Regions from separate parts of the Mus musculus genome. Here all the other regions are linked to region 3. The links are chromatin contacts, called in public Hi-C and HiCAR-type maps. All regions are on one chromosome and are shown on one strand. Each heading gives the region's core, a stretch centred on a gene start, on an enhancer-like site or on the middle of the called end of the contact. The rest is flanking DNA. Distances are from core to core; before and after follow the strand shown.

Evidence for each region. Hi-C and Micro-C count contacts between places; a contact is called where the count stands out from the background. HiCAR-type assays count read pairs that join an accessible place to other places.
Region 1: a contact with region 3 is called in a Hi-C map of the N1E-115 cell line, with 2.3 times the contacts expected there. The contact joins the enhancer-like site here to the promoter of Pnpla3 in region 3. A contact is called at or near these places in 3 of 39 promoter capture datasets (the 3T3-L1 cell line, hippocampal neurons and neural stem cells), 1 of 15 datasets of contacts at CTCF or cohesin (large pre-B cells), 2 of 484 Hi-C or Micro-C datasets (the N1E-115 cell line and bone marrow-derived macrophages), 8 of 115 datasets of contacts at active chromatin or transcription factors (embryonic basal ganglia, embryonic forebrain, embryonic hindbrain and 5 more) and 3 of 9 other capture datasets (adipose tissue, macrophages and pancreatic islet).
Region 2: a HiCAR-type map of kidney shows a contact between it and region 3, with 3 times the contacts expected there. The contact joins the enhancer-like site here to the promoter of Pnpla3 in region 3. A contact is called at or near these places in 4 of 39 promoter capture datasets (hippocampal neurons, liver, neural stem cells and 1 more), 6 of 115 datasets of contacts at active chromatin or transcription factors (embryonic basal ganglia, embryonic forebrain, embryonic hindbrain and 3 more) and 4 of 9 other capture datasets (adipose tissue, embryonic stem cells, macrophages and 1 more).

Annotation. Positions count from the first base shown.
Region 1 is chr15:84,608,568-84,612,035 of GRCm38.p6, forward strand. No RefSeq gene overlaps it. Among named protein-coding and RNA genes, the nearest start is that of Gm34201, 17 kb to the right of the region's middle. Within about 2 kb of position 1,769, at least 41 of the 459 cell types and tissues checked have an H3K27ac peak or open chromatin away from gene starts, as enhancers often do. A contact at or near this core is called in the N1E-115 cell line, extraembryonic endoderm stem cells and hippocampal neurons, where this site is marked.
Region 2 is chr15:84,670,699-84,674,469 of GRCm38.p6, forward strand. It overlaps a transcript of Prr5 not described here. Among named protein-coding and RNA genes, the nearest start is that of Prr5, 8.4 kb to the right of the region's middle. Within about 2 kb of position 1,758, at least 21 of the 459 cell types and tissues checked have an H3K27ac peak or open chromatin away from gene starts, as enhancers often do. A contact at or near this core is called in kidney, where this site is marked.
Region 3 is chr15:84,166,111-84,169,718 of GRCm38.p6, forward strand. It overlaps Pnpla3 (patatin-like phospholipase domain containing 3), which reads left to right and starts at 1,706. Exons shown (of 8, transcript NM_054088.3): 1 at 1,706-1,950. The coding sequence starts at 1,764. Mir6392 (microRNA 6392) reads left to right here and starts at 2,160; the gene lies at 2,160-2,267.

The DNA.
Region 1 (3,468 bases), core at 519-3,018, 440 kb after region 3:
TTCCCACCCACGTCACAGGCTCACCTGGCAGCAGGTAGCTGTGAGCGGGACCGTACATGTGAATGCAAAAACTCAAGCCTCGACGGAGATAAAGGAGTTTTCATTCTGGAGTCAGGTAAGAGTGACTAACGGCCCCCGGGGACACATTTGCGTTAGTGGTGCGGCAGGTGCGTGAAGTTTTTATGAACAGAACAAAGAAAGGCGTAAGCCAACACGCTTTCAAGTGAGTTGGTGGAAATATCAGGTAGGGGAGCTCCAGGTGACTGGCGACATCTCTGTTCTGAGTCTTAGATGCTCTTAGCGTTTGGATTGGTGAAAGCTTGGGGGGATCTCTTCATACATTCCAAATAATTTGCCTAATAATTACAAGACTGTTAGGCCCCATCCAGAGGTAGACCTATAAGTCTATCATTAAAGGGAGTTAAAGATAACCCAAGATAATTTGTAATTAGCCTCTGGATCGGAAACATTCTAACTGTTCTACAGTTGTTTGAAGTTCCCATCTGTCAATCAGCATATAAGGGGTGTGGCTTCCTTTTTGAGAAACTTTGCTGGAACAGGGCAGGAGCTGAGCAGTGGACTGTGACCACTGAAGGTGATGGGGAACAGAAAGGACCCAGAGAGGCCTCTCCTGGTGGCCTCAGAGACAATTGCTGATAATCTCCCGGTGTTCTCTGGAGTGGGTGGGGACAGGCCTGACACAATGCGGTTACTTTCTTATCTTCTCTATCGCTTACCACCACCAGCACCCACCCAGCCCACCCCGGAGTTCCCAGTGAACTGTGCCCCAGATTAAACAATAGTCAGCAAGCCATAAAACGGGGTGTGCTCTGGTGGAATCTGGGGACTAGGGAAACAATCTTGCCCTGTCCCTGCCCTTGAGGGTAAAGGGTTCTAGGTTCTTATCCACCCCATCCCCCACCCGTGAAAGAACTGAGCAGAGACACACAGATACAGCAGAAGCCATGGCCTCTGATTTTTCAAAAGATCCACTACCAAGGGGTGAGCCCAACCAGCAGAGTACAAAAGGCTTGGATGATAGAGGGAAGGTTTGGGGGCTCATTTGCATAGAGCGGTCCTTGCTGCACAGGCTCTCCCTCACTTGTAGTTCCACGCCCAGCTTCATGCATCCTGTGTCTCATTGGCATCTTAAGTCTCCATCCAGGGGTGAGCCACACATCACCTGTGGACACTAGAGTGACGACATCCATGACAGTAGCCAGACTTACTTGACCACATCTGTTATTTTCCCATAATGCCGACTGTTTTAAAACTTTCCAGTCCAGACCACGTTGTCTGAGCAATTTCTTCTGCTTCAGTATCACTGCTTGTAAGACCCTGTGGCCACGTCAGGCCATCTAGATACTCCAGAACAATTACCTACTTGCAGGGTCCTAATCTTATCTTCGCCTCTGTAATGTCCCTTCGACAATGCAAGATTCAAGGTGGATTGGGGAAGGTCACGTGGCTAAAGCCAGAGCTGGCAACCCTAGTAGGAAGATGAAAACATGCCAGCAGGGACTAGCTTTGACTCCTTTAATCGCCCCCCAACACCTGCAGAGGAGAACTTGGCTCTTAAGTCTCTAATCTGGAAGACAGGCTCCATGCCCCGCCCACCAGAGACAGCGCACTTAGTGGGGATCAAAGCAGCTCCTGTCTCTAGCCAGAAAGAGGAAGAAGCAGCTAAGAGCTCCCAGCCCCAGCTCAGAGCCAGCTGAGTACACGAGCTCTGTGTGTATACACCACACCCCTGCTCCAAGTGCCACCCACGTGCAGGCGCAAAGCTTGATCAGCGCCATCTCCCCACAGATGCGGGAGCGCTGACATCAGCAGGAGAGCCTTGGATGCTATCTGAGGTGACTTGTAGATCAAGTGTATTCTCGGAGCAGAGCTCATTGACACAGAAGATGTCTGTGGGGGTTGAATCCTTATAATGACGACACTCTAGGAGAGCATATGCCCACCCCACCAACTGCAGGCTGGACCCTCTAGTATCCTGTCCTTGCCTGTACCTGGACACCCGCTTCCAGTCTATACACCTGCATCTGACTAGAGAGAAGCCCCTTTCCACTGCCCTCACCAGCCAGGAAGAGCCAGCAACGTTTTACAGCTGGCCAGTCCCAAGCCTACTCTTCTCAGCACTCAATAGCTTCTTCCTGTCCCTTAGGGGACACCTGCTTTTCTGGGGTCCCTCCAACCTCGAGTGCCCGAGAAAATTATTTCCCTGATCAAATATTCATGGGTCTGTCAAGCCTGAAATAAGCCTACAAAGAAGAAAGGCAATTTGTGTCCGGCATAAATGCTTGACAGGGTGCGTGAAACCCCGCAGCTGGCTTCTGAGTCGTCCCTGGGCCCCTTCTCCTCCACCCTCTAACAGTAGACCTCTCAGGCAGATGCGCTGTGCGGTCTGGAACTCCTGCAGGACTCTGCCCTTCATCATCTGTGCAATACCGAACAAGAGGCCGGTGTTCCTTTGACACAGCCTCCCACTTCTGCAAAGTCCTGCTGTCCTGGAAGCAGTGACTCCAGACTCTGGGGACACCAGTGCAGGCCTCTCAGATGAGGCCAAGTAGTCAGGGCCACGACCCCATGAGGGGCCATCACTGTCTCACACATCGACTCCTTTATCCTTAACCTGCCTCACAAGAATGAAGCAACAGCAAGACAAGGCACTCAATGCCAGACTTCGGTTCTGCCCGCCTGGAGCTCGGATCACCCATGTGAGGACTCCCACCACCCGTGTCACTGTGAAGACTGCTTGTCTGGTACTTTGGAGACCATGAATGGTAAATTTGGAATGTTCCAGGAAAACAAAAGGCCAGTGCGGGAGAGACAAGAGAGGAGAGATGTGAGCAGAGACTCAGGAGACCATACTGGATGGGTGGGCACAGGTCCATCACTATGTTCTTACCAGAGGGAATTTGGATGTAAAAAAAAACCTAGAGAGGAGAGTCTAGGGGGGTGCAAAGCAGAAGTGGGAGGGGTGAAACTAGGAGGCCAGGGAAATGTCCCTGTTTCCAGAAAAACCTAGAGCCAGAAGGGGCAGGAAGGAACCCTCCTGTGTATTCTAGATACATAGGAATCACATTCCGATGTATACCCTGGTCTCAGACTTCTGGTCCCTAGACTGAGAAAGTCTGTTTTCAACCTCCAGCCTATGCAATCATAGCCCCCCAATTTGGTGGCACTTTGACAGCAAATGATCCAGGAAAACCCTTTCTGAGGTAGATGACGAGGCAGCCCCAGGTGAAACTTCCCTTTCCATCCCAGACCGGCTCCAGCCCTGCATGGCTCACCTATACTTAAAACGGGACATCTGAGTCACGTGATAATGAGCAATTGCTTATTGGGCTCTCAATTCTGGAGACCAGGAAGTCCCAGGTGACGGTGGAGGCTTTGGAGCGGCTTCATCCATGGCAGAAGGCAGAAGGGCAAGAGCTCTTCTGTCAGACCCAGAACTTGAGAGGT
Region 2 (3,771 bases), core at 508-3,007, 500 kb after region 3:
ACCTCATCTTGTCACACACACACACACACACGCAGACCCACACACTCCCAGTCATGTGTCCCAGTGTCTTCCCATGTCAGCCATGGTGTCCCTCTCCTGACCCTAAAAAATGCTTGCGACAGCACTTCCGTGTCTTCTCAGGACTCTGTGAAAGTTCCTGGGCCTAGAGATGCCCTAGAGTGTCTGTTAGGTGAAGACAGGGAATGTGGGTGTCAGGTGTCCAGTGAAGGCACCGAGGAACACAATGAACCCTTGTCTGTCTCTCTGTCTGTCTGTGCAGAGCTCAGCAAATAGCCTCTGTTTGCCTGGCTTTCAAAGGTGGTGGAAGATGAGCAGTGGGAGGAGAATAAAGGCATCTGGGCCTGGGAGACACGTGGGGTCCAGGGCAGGAGACACCTTGTCTCAAGTTCTAGGGACAGGCCCAGTGTTGTCCACTCTAAGAAGCAGGCAGGGAACAGAAAGACTGGGGCTAATAGCCACTGCTAATAGTGGCTGACACATATGCACAGCCGGGCATGGAAAAGGATGACACGGGAATGCCCTCGTGGGGCTAACGCTTTCTCTAGAGGTTTCTTTCTCTTTTTTCTTCTGCTTTTGAAGATCATTCTAAGGTTCCTTCAGTGACTTTGTATATATTGGCAGTCCCGTGACAAAAACCTCGAATTCAGTGGCCACAAGATCATTCAGGGACACGGCCTGATGAGACTCTGGCGGACCACAGTCTGATGGCAGAGGCTGGCAAGCCAGTCTGTTAGGTTAGGTTCACCAGACACAGCTTGACCAGAGAAGCTGGGCGGACAGTCTGAAGGAGGAAGCTAACCACCAGGCAATCTGATAAGGGAGGTTTGTTGATAGTCTGACAGAGCCTAGTGGCTTGCCAAAGTGTCCCTGCTGGTGAATTCCTAGAGCAACATCCGCAGAACTGGGCACTCCTCCCAGCATTCACATAAGGGACTTGTGCCTGTCACTTCTGGGTGTCTAGTATTTGAGAGTTGCATAGCTGAGAGCCAGCTCCCCTGTAGGCATGCTCCCGGGAGTCCTGTGCTTTGCAGAACACACACACAGCAGGTATGGGATGCTCTAGCAGTCTTTGTCGCTCTGGGGAGGTAGGGCCTGATTTAGCTAGCCTGCTTCAGCCATAGAGCCTATGGAGCAAACTCTAGGAACACTGGGCCGCTTGGGAGATCACTGAGCTGTGCCGTCAAGTGTAATGGCTATAGCAGGCAGTTGGCCAGAAGGTGGCAGCCTAGTGCAAGGTGTGTAACTGCCTGCCTCCCCCACCCCCCCCCCCCCCCCACACACACAAACACTTAGATTCTGATAAGTGGGTCAGGAAAAGCTTTGAGGCAGCAAGATGGAGACCACCTCGCTGTGGCTACTGAGCAGCCCCGTCTGGTGCTTTTCTTCACTTGGCATCTCTGGGCCTAGGAATTACCCAGCCTTGACCTTTGGAGGGCCAGCATGTGCAGAATAGGAGACCCACTGAGTTCCACTGCCCTTCTAAGCTGGAGCCTGGCTCCTCTTGTGGGGGAGTGGCACTTCTGGGTTTCCACAGCATCTGGGCAGTAGTGGCAGGTATACCCTAGTAAGTGTGCCTCATGGAGATGTACACCAAGGGGAGGGGGTAAATAAGGACTGCATGGCACTGAGCACCCTGGGGCGCCAACCTCAGGGTGAGCACCCTGGAGACACCCCTCCCCCAGAGAGTGAGCTCCGTGGGACTTTACCCTCAGAGTGAACTCTATAGTTCTCCGCTGTCAGAGTGAATACCATGTGGGCTCCACCCTTTGAGTGAGCACCATGGAGCTGCACCCTCAGAGGGAGCACTGTGGGAGCTGCACCCTCAGAGGGAGCACCGCAGGGCCCCATCCTCAGAGGGGAACCCTGTAGGGCTGAACATAGAAGCATTTCCTGAAATGCTTTCTCAGATGAGCAGGAAAGGTGGTGCTGGCCAAGATGTCTGGGGACAAGGAGCAAAGCACATCCCGTGGAGGGGAGGGCAGAGGAGGGGAGAGAAGGCCATGTGACCAGTGACCAAGAGGACAAAGAAGAGTCATGTGACGGTGGAGACCAGTGGAGAAGGGGCTTGGCATGAGGTAGCCCTGCCCTACAGGGAGCAGAGTGGACCCTGGCCATTTATAACCCATCTCAGCACCCAGGAATCCCAGCCCCAGGGCAGCCAGCCCAAGATCTTAACCAAGCCAAGGGGGAGGAGGAATGAAGAGGGTGGAATTAGGTCAAGGAGTCAGAGGGCTTCTGCCAGAAGGAAGCCTGACATTTGGGCAAGTTGGAGCCAGAAGTGACCGAAATGGGCAGGGTAGCTGCAATGATGGTGTCAAAAACCAGATTGCAATGTATTCCTGTGCAGTTCTCAAAACCGTGATGCCCCATTCCATAAACAGTAAAGGGGTAGGGCCAAGAAAGAGATTCTGTGGGAAAAGGTGATGTCCTGGGTTCGATTCCTGGAATCCACATGGTAGAAAGAGAGAACGGACACCCATAAGCTGGCCTCTGACTTCTACATGTGTGGCAAGGTACAGGAGTACACACACACACACACACACACACACAGACACGAGAGAGAGAGAGAGAGAGAGAGAGAGAGAGAGAGAGAGAGAGAGAGAGAGAGAGAGAGAGAGAGAGAAAATCAAGGTAATAAAAAATGTTTAAATTAGAAAGTGTTATGTTCAGCTAAGGACAAGGCTCACCCACATTGACCCCAGGCTGGGTTCTTTTCTCCTGGGGTTCCGAGGGAGGCCCAGCTGGTCTGGGGAGAAGGGAAAGCCTAGTCTAGACAAGAGTAGAAGGATCTGGAAAAAGACCCCCAGCTCAGCTTTCCCACACTGGGAGTGAAATCACAGGGTTAGAAATGCCAGGCCTTGTGGCCCACCTGATACCACTTGAGGCAGGAGAAGGATTAAGTTTGAAGCCTCCTAGCCAGGGCTACATAGTGAGTTCCAGTCTAGCCTGGGCTTCACTGTGAGACCATGTTTCCTTTTTAAAGATGTATCTTACTTTTATTCATGTGTGTAAGAGCGTGTGTTTGGAGGAGCTCACAGAGGTCAAAAGAAGGTTACATCCCCTAGAACTACAGGCAGTTGTGAGTCACATCTCCCCCAACCCACCCCACCCCACCCCACCCCCACCAAGTGGGTGCTGGGGACTGAACTACCTTCTACAGGAGCATTAAGAGCTCTTAACTACTGAGCCATCTCTAGCTCCCCTGCAAAACAATGTAAACACCTAATTAAGCAATCCTGGTGAAGGTGTAACCTGGGTGACCCCCCCATCTAGGTTCTGTTTGGCAGGGTGGTCCCAATTATTCCTGCTATGTGGGGACTGATCTGCTTCCCGTAAGACACTCCCAGTCCAGCATGTAGCCTGTCCACTCTAGAAGAGGCCTTCCTAGTAGGGGGGCGGGGTGTCCTGTCCTTTGAATCTCTGCAGTTCGCCATTGCAGGGTCGGGAACAGGACATTGTAAAAGTTGGCTCCATCTGCCTCAGTTGTTGTTTGTGCCTTTAGCCTTGAAGCAAGATGCTGGGGGAACAGATAAAGTTTTTAGACAGACAACTCTTGAGTGACTGACGTGTCTACCCACAGAAGTAAGCAAGTGACCCGCACTGAAGGAGACAGGCAAGATGAATTGAGGCACATTGTGCTTTCAGTTTGCCTTTAATGGCCTGGTTGGACCAGAGAGAGCCTGTGCGGCGGTGGCAGCGCACTTTTCATCAAAAGTTAGCTTTCAGGAGCCGGTTGCAAGGACATTAATG
Region 3 (3,608 bases), core at 456-2,955:
AAAAAAGAAATTTGTTCTGTGGGGTGAGGGATTTTGTAACTTTTCTTTTGTTCTTTTTTCTTCTGCCTGAAACAATAGCAAACCATTCTACTAGAGGCCTGGAGAGATGGTTCAGTGGTTCATATGTTGCTTCTCCATAGGACCTGGGTTAGGTTCCCAGCACCCATAGAGTGATTAACAACTGTCTGTGACTCCAATTCCAGGGATGCCCCAGCTGGTAGGACCCAAGTGTGTGTGTGTGTGGGGGGGGGGCATTCCAAACCAGAGTGCCGGAGTGGGCTGGGAAGAAGATGCTCAAGAGTCCAATACTCTCTCCTAGATTTCATGGGTACTAAACCTGAATGTGGTACACAGCTATGCATGCAGCCAAAACACCCATACACATAAGAATATTAAAAATAAATTTTAACTAAAATATTCTATTAAAGAGTAGTGTACAGGGGCTGGTGAGATGGCTCAGTGGGTAAGAGCACCGACTGCTCTTCCGAAGGTCCGAAGTTCAAATCCCAGCAACCACATGGTGGCTCACAACCACCCGTAATGAGATCTGATGCCCTCTTCTGGTGCGTCTGAAAGACAGCTACAATGTACTTATATATAATAAATAAATAAATAAATCTAAAAAAAAAAAAAAAGAAAAAAAAGAGTAGTGTACAAATTGTATTGCTATACTTGGTCAAAGATACTTTGTAGTCAGAAGAGGCACAGACAGGACCACAAACCATCTAGCTCCCAGCTTTCCTTACTCCTGCCTTCATTGGCACCGGCCAATCACATATTTTATTTATAAGTGACACTTGTACATGGAAACTTCAGGTCCTCCCTGCCTGGTGTTGTCTTCCTGTAGTCTTAGTTACTTAGGAGGCTGTGGCAAAGGGGCCAGAGGCTGAAGTCCAGGCTGAGTCACTGAAGGAGGCAGCTGGTTAAAAGAAAAAGGAACCCAGGGCAGCTCAGTGGTAGAGCCTTTGCCTAGCATGCAGGAGGGCCGAGGTTCAGTTCTTAGTACTGTAAAATTAAACAAGGCGCTGAAAGGATGGTTCAGCGGTAGAGGCCACAACTACTCTTACAGAGCACCAGAGTGGAGTCCAAGAATCCACGCGATGGCTCACAATCCTCTGCAACTCCAGTTCTAGGAGGTTTAACGTCCTCTTATGGCCTCCTTGGTCACTGCACACCCATGGTGCATAGACATACATGCAGACAAAATACTCATAAACATGGGGGCGGGGAGCCTAAGTATCTTTTTAAGAGGAAGGAAGGAAGGAAGGAAGGAAGGAAGGAAGGAAGGAAGGGAGGGAGGGAGGGAAGGAGGGAGGGAGGAAGGAAGGGAGGAAGAAAACCTCTCTCCATGAATTAAAAACGAACAGAAAGCAAAATAAATAACTGCAAAAACAGACACCCTACATGAAAATAAAGGAAAGACAGCATGTGGATGGTAGCATCTCTCGTGTAATAAAGAAAAGGAGAGAGTGCCACCGGCGTGCCATCCAGAACCTGAAAGAAAAGGGTATTCAAAGAGCCATTCTGCCCAGCAAGCATCCAAGCCTAGGATTTGGGAAAGCCCACGCGGGAGGGACATGGGGCGGGGCATGAGTCCAGTACGCCCATTGGGCCTCCCACTGGCTTATTTGCATGGTCCTAGTGGGGCGGGGCCTCAGCTGACGTCACCCGAAGACAGCTTAGGCGGCTGCGGCTCTTTAAGCTCAGAGCAGCAACACCGGGAGCAGAGCTGAACTGCAGCGCCGCCCGGAGCTTCAAGCACCATGTATGACCCAGAGCGCCGCTGGAGCCTGTCGTTTGCAGGCTGCGGCTTCCTGGGCTTCTACCACGTCGGGGCTACGCTATGTCTGAGCGAGCGCGCCCCGCACCTCCTCCGCGATGCGCGCACTTTCTTTGGCTGCTCGGCCGGTGCACTGCACGCGGTCACCTTCGTGTGCAGTCTCCCTCTCGGTGCGTCCACGGCCACTACCCAGGCCCCGCGTGCGGGGAGGGGTTGCTACACCTGGGGAATCGGTAACACTTTCCGGGGTGCCCGAAGAAACCTGTCCGGAGAGCTCTCATCCTTCCCGGTGCCGTTGAGCACTCAGCTGGAGACCCTGGGCCTGTCACCTGGCGTGGGATTTCCCGGGGCCGGCTGGAGCAGACGCGCTCCGAGCATCTTCTTCCTGACCCGCTCTGGCGCCCTGGTCCTGTCAGCTGGGTCATCCCTGAGCAGCAGGGAACGACGCAGGTTTGCCGGGTCCTCTGGTCCCTGAGCCGCAGAAGGTTTGTCCTGTGTGGCTCTGGCTAGTGTCCCATGGCTGGTGCCGCCAGGAAGGGCAGAAGGCACCCAGACTAGAACACCCTTAGTGGCAGTCCAATGCTCCGGTTGCCTTTAGAGGTGGCTGGTGGGGGCGGGGTACGTGGATTAGAGAAATATTTGGAACACTCCCTAGAAGCTGGAATGGGTTCCCAGACAGATCCAGTTCCACTCTCTCCTGTCTTCACTAGCCTAGATAAGCGGCCCTTCCCAGATCGATGTCACTGACATTCAGGGCATTTGAATCTTGGCCTAATTAAACATTTGCCCATGCACCCATGAGCGAGAGGAGGCGAGTACTCTCCTCTCCCCCACTAAACTACTAGGATGTGATGCCTTCTCTTCCCAGTGTCATAGCCGGATGCTTTTGGGGTTGTGGGCAGGGCTTGGCTAAGTGCCCACGGGGGGGGGGGCGGACTGCTGACACCCAAAGGTCCCCAGGCTGCATGACAATGTCCCACATCAACCCTCTTTGATCTGGGGCCTCTTTAACACTTTACTCTTTGCTCTCTGCTGGCCACAGCCAGCAGGGAGAGACTTTGGCAGGCAGGGGAAAGCCCCTGCTGATGAGCGGAGCTCTGCCATTGGATGGGATCGGTGAGCAGACCCTGAGCCGATGAGAATCAGGGATTAGAAGACAAGCAAATCTGGCTGTGTGCCTGCTTGTCTGGGTTTCCCAGTGAGGAGGGAGCCAGGAGTAAAGGGCAGTGAGAGTGGCCTCTGGAAAGACTAGATTAGTCCAGTGGCCATTGCACACCCTGGGCTTCGGCACTAAAGGCAGTTAGTTCTTAAATGGAGGGCTCTGAGCCCAATAGCGATGGATGATTATTGGGACATGGTTTAAATGCATTGACTCCAGGAATCTTAAGTACACCCACTTTCATATAGAGCAATGGTTCTCTCAACCTGTGGGTCACAGCCTCTCTGGGGGTCTAATGACCCTTTCACAGGAGTCATCAAAGACCATTGGGAAACAGATACTTATGATTCATAACAGCAAAATTACATTATGAAGTATCATCGAAAATAATTGTATATTTGGGGGGGCAACCACAACATGAGGGACTGTATTAAAGAGTTCCAGCACTGGGAAGATTGAGAACCAATGATAAAGTGGGGTGTTTGTAACTGCTCAGAAGACAGGGACAGCCTGGGGCTATCCTGTCAGGTCACAGAGAGGGCACAAAATTACAGATTATCTCTGGTGGGAGCTGCTAAGGTGCATTGCCCAGGGCTTGGAACGGGCACAGGTGTTTGGGGCATCTGAGCATTTGGCTGGACTTGACAGAGGAGGTAGGTGCAATTGGCT